2 separate regions of the Anas platyrhynchos genome follow, and region 1 is linked to region 2. Evidence: chromatin contacts called from public Hi-C data. All regions are on one chromosome and are shown on one strand. Each heading gives the region's core, a stretch centred on a gene start, on an enhancer-like site or on the middle of the called end of the contact. The rest is flanking DNA. Distances are from core to core; before and after follow the strand shown. Region 1 has its middle 11 kb from the start of MCM5. Region 2 overlaps LOC119715660 (a long non-coding RNA gene).

Region 1 (3,614 bases), core at 98-2,597, 70 kb before region 2:
ATAGGGAAGAAATCCTGATCTTCAGTCCCTCAGGGAGGAAGAACTGGGAATAACAGGGCTGCATCCTCCCCTGGAGCCCAACATCCCCCAAATTGCCAATGTCCAACTGAAAGCACTCTGCCTCCCTCACAAGCTCTCATGGCCCTGTTCAAGCACTGTGTCCCCTCAAATACCCAACACAGCCCCCAAAAAACCATAGTATTATGGTTATTTTCCAGCCACGTGCTGTATGTAGCCCACACAGCACCGTAGCAGGTGTGCCCTACACATCCTGCAGCCCCTGCCACCCCTCCCCAGTACCACCGCCACTTCTTTGGTGGTGGCAGGTGTGGAGGTTGATCACATATAATTTTTTTTTGTTGTTTCTTTTTGGTTGTTTTCATGACATGATACGGAGCGGGAGAGTATTTCTGTGACGGGGATCAGAATGATTGATCTCTTCGTGCTACGAAATGTGTTGATTATATGGTACGAGGTTATGTAAGTGTACATACAGCTCGAAACAACGCTATTTAGCAATTAATGCATGCAGCTCCATCACAAGAAGCGGAGCTGGGCTACGCACAACTTTGACATTATCTTCAAACTCAGCATTGCTGATTAGTAAAGGCTTGTTTTGAATTCACGCCGCAGATGGAAATTTGGGGGGGGGGAATACCAGTTCTCATTTAGGTAGAGGGGTAATTCGTGGGAGTATCTACCCTCATAAGGGTTCAGTGGTCCCCCTGGTGAAGAAGACCAGACCTTTCCTCAGCTTCTAGCCACTTGATAAGGACAGGTGATGTTCCTGGTGAAGGTGATTCTTCTCAGCCATCACTGATGTTCTGGTGCTCTGAGACTTGGGACAAAATCATCGGGTGTCCTTGGATGCCCAAAACCCCTGCTCTTCACTCCAAGGCCAACAGAACAAGTGAAACCAGACAAGCTTAGCCACCTCGTGTCTCAGCAGTGCAGCGTTCCTTCGCCTAGCCTACAGAGCTGACTTTGTCCCCTTTGTCCCCCTCTTTGGGCCAGAGGAGCTGTGCCCTAACAGCATTTGTTCCCTCTCCGCTGACTGTGAGAGGAGGCCAGGGCAACCAGCTCGGGTGGGTGTTTCTGCATCATAGGCACCAAACAGGAGGTGTGCAGATCCTCCCTCTCCTGTGCTGCAATGCGGTATTGGAGGAGAAGGGCTTTGTTGAAGGCTTGCGTTGGGCTCCTGGCCCTGAGGCAGCTTCGCTAGGCTCAATTCCCTGTTGTCCTGCACTAAGCTAACCAGAAGGTTTCTGGGGAAATGTCGGTGGAGCTCCACTACCGCAAAATCCAGCACAGCTGAGTCATCACATCTGCACCACTCGGATCTGCTCCGTCTCCGCGTGAGATGAGAGCTGTTGCAATGCAGCCACATAACCTCTGAGCGTGTTGTGAGTGTCACTTCCTCCGCAAAATAAAACAAAACCCAACTGCAGAGCCCTAGGGGCCATTGCTCAGGGATGCAAGATAAACAGTGGCAAGCACAATATGCTGATATGGGCAACGTGAGAAGCAACCTGACGTGGTCTACCAGGCACTGACCTCAGACAAGCAAAGACCCCATAGAAAGGCACAGACGTGTTGTAGCTTGGGGTGCCTGCAACGTGGTCTGCTGGGGAGTGTATCGTGCTGAGTTTCCGTCCCTTTTGGAGGTCTGAGTAAGTCTGTGATCCCCTAATGCTGGGCTGGGTTCCCTCAAAATCCCAAACCATTCATCGTCCCACAGCCATGAAGTACAAGTGCCTGCTACTGCACTTCATCCCATTTTGCCTATCCATTTGCAACATATTCCCCACCGCTTCCTGCACACCTCTGCTCTGAGTCTCTCCCAGCAATGCCAGTTACCCCGTTTTCTCCTTCTCCACCCCACCTCATGCCTCATGCTTGCTCTCTTTTCCCCTCCATGGCCATCCCCCCATTCACCTTCCTGGCCATTGTAATGTGTCCCTGGCCACCTTGTAGAGCTCCCAGTGCATCTCCTGCTTCTGTTTTCAGGCCTGCCAGCTTCAAAGGCAGGCAGGACACTGGGGTAATAATGTCCTGGATCAGCTCTCAGGGCGTTCTGGTAGAAATGGGACACCAAGGGACATGCATCAGAGAATGTCCCCTGGACCATCTGCTGCTTCTTGGCCATTGCTTTCCTCCTGCCCTTCAGCTTTCATCTGGCCAAACTGTTCCATGTCCTCTCCCTGGTCTTTACCTCACTTCACCAGCCCTTTTGTTAGTAATCTTTTTTTTTTTTTTTCTCTTTTTTCTTTTCTCTGACTGCTGCATGGGAAATCTGGCAAGAAAGCACAAATCTCTAGGCAAAATGGCCAGGAAATACCTGATTTATGTGCCTTTTGTACCACAGTTTTGGGCTCTCAGAATTATCTGCCTGTTTTGATCAAAGTACCAATGAAATACTTGCTCAGTGGAAAGCAGGTCTATCCACAGCTGGCCACATGCTGTGCGCTCATCAGCAACCAGTACCTCTGCGGTATAAATAGACACCTATAAATAGATGTGTAGGCATCTTTCCTGTCTGGAAACCTTCACCTGATGGAATCTGTCAAGTCTCAAGCTGCACCTGGTGCTTTGTGGGCTTCGACTGATCTTGAAGTTGAACTTCATAGAATGAAGTTTTATTGACTAAAGAGTTCTTTGTCAATATTCTCTCTATCAAATCCTTAGTCAATAGAAGTAAGGAGTTAAATGCACACTGCTTGAGATATTTTTCATTTTTTTAGAGGGACTGTTGATGGGTCATCTAGCATACAGGCAATATCACCATCCTAGACCATCATGTCAGAATAAGGAGCACAGTCAAGATTCAGTTACCACCTACTTGTGTTTCATGTTGAGGAGGTGTCTGATGGTCTGACCAGGATGCTGTGCCCAAATGGAGTGCAAGAGGCTGTCACCAGTCTGGAGGTTTGCTTTGCCATCTGTAGGGGCCCAGACGGTGAAGGGTGATGGCCTGGGCTGGGGAGAACTGAAGGTTATGAAGGGAGAACAGCTTGCCTAGTGCCACATGGCTCTCACAGGCTGGTCTGTGGCAGAGTCTTGCATGCCAGATCTTTTGGCAGTAGAGCTGTTGTTACACAATGCCCGAATACCTGGCTTCTCCTGAATCAGGCAATTAAAATATCATGGTTTCCACAGCAACATTGCTACTGCCACGCTGCACCAACATTTTACTGCACTGTGTTGGGGTGCTGATGCAAGTTACAGTAATAGATGTATCACAGGGAAAGAGGGTGAAGCTTCCCCAGTATTGAGACGAACTGAAACTTGAGGTGTTGAGGGTCGAAGGCTCCTTTAGGCCCAGCTCACCTGACCTCCTGCAAGACACAGGCCCCAGAGGTCTGGCCAAGGAGTCCAGTAACTTCAGGGCACCCCATGGGCAAAAATTCTCACTGGCTGCCTTCATCTAATGTACTGCCTTCTTAGTTTGCTTTCTAGAAGGGTGAAAAATAAATACTCTGAAGTGGCCAATAAAGGTTGATGACAACAGAGCTTGAAGTTTTTCCTGATGAGCATCACCAATTGGCAGGGAGGCGAAGCGCAGAAGTCTGCCTATTTGTGGACAGGTCACCACAACACAGCCGCGTGTGGTCCTG
Region 2 (3,154 bases), core at 8-2,507:
GCTGGATGCTGTACACAAATGACTCCATGCAGAAATAGATGTCCAATTAAGGGAAAATATGTTTCCAAAATCTTTTTGTCTCCTGCAGTTTATAAAGTGTTGTTTGTTGTTTTTTTTTATTGACTTTTTCTGTCAGTCAATTGTTTTATTCTTAACTGAATTAGTAAACTCCTATGCACCAAAGCCTCTACTTAGAAAGAGCAGTCTCCACTATTTGGTTTTGTTGCTTTTAGTAGCAGAAAAGCTACCTTTTTTTTTCTTTTTTTTTTTTTTCCTACTCTGTATTTTGCCCCAAAGCCTTTTGTGCTATTGTAATTCAGTGGATGTAAGATCTATTTTTAAGGAAACCTGCAGAGGTTCAGAAAACCTCAAAAGCAGGCCCTGCAAGCTTTCCAGTGCTGTTAAGGATGCTAAAGATAAGCCAAAAGTTTTAAGATGAGATAAGCAAGAATTATAAGATAGGAGGAGATAGTGCAATGATGTAATTTATACCACTTAGAAAGTACAGTCCCTGCATCAAATTTAAATGACTTCTAATGAGGAAAAAAAAAAAAAGCTGAGTTTGCAAAGCAGATCTTTTTTCCCAGCAGAGATACCCATATACCTCATACATAAGCATTACTTAGAGGTTGTAAAGGCAGCATGATGCATGGAGAGAGGAAGGGAAAAGTGCTGGGAGCAGATGCGTGCTGGGCAGGTCTGGATGGCTGGGGTGTTTGGGTGTCACATCGTTCTTCTGGGCTTGTCCATCCCAAATACCTCAGTGTTACCATTCTGCAGTGGGTGCTGAAGTAAAGATCCCCATCCTTCCTAGCCCTCGAGCAGGACGTGCCACATTTAGGCAGCTGCAACTGACTGGGGTGAGAGGGGCAGGGACTTTAGCTCATTTTCTCCCAAACACCATGCCCTGTTGCACAAGGAAACGCGACATTATTTCACTACAGGACATCACACAGTCAAGGCAGCTTTATGCCGCTCAGAAGCATCACCACTGCTGCAGAAACAAGGAGGAGACCCAGCCACAGGGCAGCGTGTGGCAGGACAGGAGCTTCAGTGCAGCTTCACCAAGCCGAATATCAGCGTGGCAGCTCAGATGCCATCTCTCACAGTCTGCCTCTGGAAAAAAAGATAAAAATAAAAAATAAAAATGTGGTGACAGGTCGAGGTCCCGCCCGGTCCCGCTGCAAGCCCACCCGAGGCCGCCATTGCTCCCCCCTCGGCAGCTGTGGCGGGCGGCGAGGCGGCAGGACGCCATCTTGCGGCGCCTCCCCACCTCGGGCCGTCTCGTCCTTCTCCCTCCTCGTTTGTTTCAAATTCTTAAGGAAAGGCAAATTCCCTCCTCTCTATCTGTTCCTCAGGTTGTGCTGCTGTTTCTATCGAAGAAAATACTACCTTGCTCTGGAAAGCAGCTTGCTATCAAAGCAACATCCAAGTCTGGGTTTGCATCAGTGCAAATGTATCCTGGACAAGTCTTGGTAGGATCTTTTATACAAACTTGTGCTCTGTGCTGCACAGTGGACATACACACACCTTCTGGCATAGCATGTCTTAGTATATCACATCTCTTTGGACATGTTTCTTTTCGTATATCTCACATCTCATAATCACATTTTCATGTTTTGAAAACATAAGGAGCTGCTCCACATACCCTGCTTTGTCTGCATCCAGTCCTTTATCCCCTTTAGGATAACTCAAACGACAGTCACTGTAAGTGCTATAGTGGCACTTCGTGTCTTAAACTAGAACAAACAGGTTGTTTTGTTTTGTTTTGCTTGCTTTAGAAAGCAGTAGAGATCATCTGTAAAGTCTGAGGTCATCTTGTCTGTCCTTGAGTACAGTGTGGCTAAAGAATTTTCCTCTACAAACATCGAGTTGAGCCCTTAATAAACTAATGTCCAATGTGCTATGATTTTTTTTTCTTCTTCTTTTTTTTAAATCAGCAACTGAATTACTGTATTCAGTGTTATTGCATTCTTCACCTCCCCTCTCTGGCTGCTTCTTCTAACCACTTCAGGCTGCCTCTTCTGACACCTTCTACCTAGCTTAATCAGTCTTTGAAGTCCTTTGTGTTATGGTGCCTATACCTACAGCTACTGTTGTCTTTTATGACCACTCAAAGGAGTTGCATGAAGAACAGGCAGATCCATTTGAGTGTATTTTGTGTCTGAATGGTGTTGCTTCTGTACAGTTTAAAGCAATGACGAGTATATGTGGTAATGTAATGAAATAGAGCCACATTACCTTGAGCAACAGGACATAGATAGCATTTGGAAGCAAATGAGCCAAAGCCTGTCTGTTGCTGAGGTGAATGGCCTTTCCTGGAGCACATTACACCTACAAGAGAAATGGTGGAAACCATTTCAGTTTTGTCCATGCAAAAGTGAATGCCCAGCAGAAAGCAGAAGGATAGCTTATGGAATGACAGTCATGCTCATCACATTTAATTTTACCTTTTTTCTCGCTCATGTGGAGTGAAGCCCCTGGAACATTACTAGCGGATTGCTCTTACCTCACTGGGAAAAGGTCATGGTGCAGGCCTCACTGGCAAGAACAAGCTGGCTCAACAAAGTTGTCTTGGTCTCTGTGGAGCAGGGACTGTTTACCCTTTGTGTTTTGTACCTTGTCCAAACACACTGTCAGCCCTCCACTAATTGTATATGATAAAAGCAATTCTTCAAGCAAATCGAAGGCCCTTCATTGAGGAGGGATGATGTTTCCTTCCTTGACAGACAAATGACGCCTTGTGGGAGGCTAGGGAAGATGCTGTATAATGAAATTATTCAGCCAGTCATCTGAATGCAGACCTGCATAGCCCTCTGCTATGTCTGTGGTCAAGGAGCAGGTTGAAATGGAAGATCTGAACTTCCTTCCCCTCACCCCACTTCTTATTCCAGTGTAAGTTCTGTTTTGATGTTTTTGGGCTAGCAGCTGGCTCGGGACATTGGACAGTAACAGTGGGAGAAAGAATATGAACCACGAGTCCCATCTTGATAGCTGTCTTGGTTTGAAAATGACTTTGGGATTTACTTTGGGGGTTGGGAGCAAGAGGTCCCTTGTACTTAGACCAAGCAGTATCTCCTCCAGTAATGCAGCGGACAACATCCCAAAGAAACAGAGAAGAAAGGAGATTTCGCTGCCAGAGTTTCTCTCTATT

What was found. A called contact is a pair of places that touch in the nucleus more often than the background predicts.
Region 1: a contact with region 2 is called in a Hi-C map of liver, with 3 times the contacts expected there. The contact joins two enhancer-like sites. A contact is called at or near these places in 5 of 8 Hi-C or Micro-C datasets (F5 follicle, liver, skeletal muscle and 1 more).

The regions. Positions count from the first base shown.
Region 1 is chr1:55,362,459-55,366,072 of IASCAAS_PekinDuck_T2T, reverse strand. No RefSeq gene overlaps it. Among named protein-coding and RNA genes, the nearest start is that of MCM5, 11 kb to the left of the region's middle. Within about 2 kb of position 1,347, at least 3 of the 8 cell types and tissues checked have an H3K27ac peak or open chromatin away from gene starts, as enhancers often do.
Region 2 is chr1:55,292,759-55,295,912 of IASCAAS_PekinDuck_T2T, reverse strand. LOC119715660 (a long non-coding RNA gene) reads right to left here. Exons shown (of 4, transcript XR_005262945.2): 2 at 2,510-3,154; 3 at 2,242-2,334. Among named protein-coding and RNA genes, the nearest start is that of MB, 17 kb to the right of the region's middle. Within about 2 kb of position 1,257, at least 1 of the 8 cell types and tissues checked has an H3K27ac peak or open chromatin away from gene starts, as enhancers often do.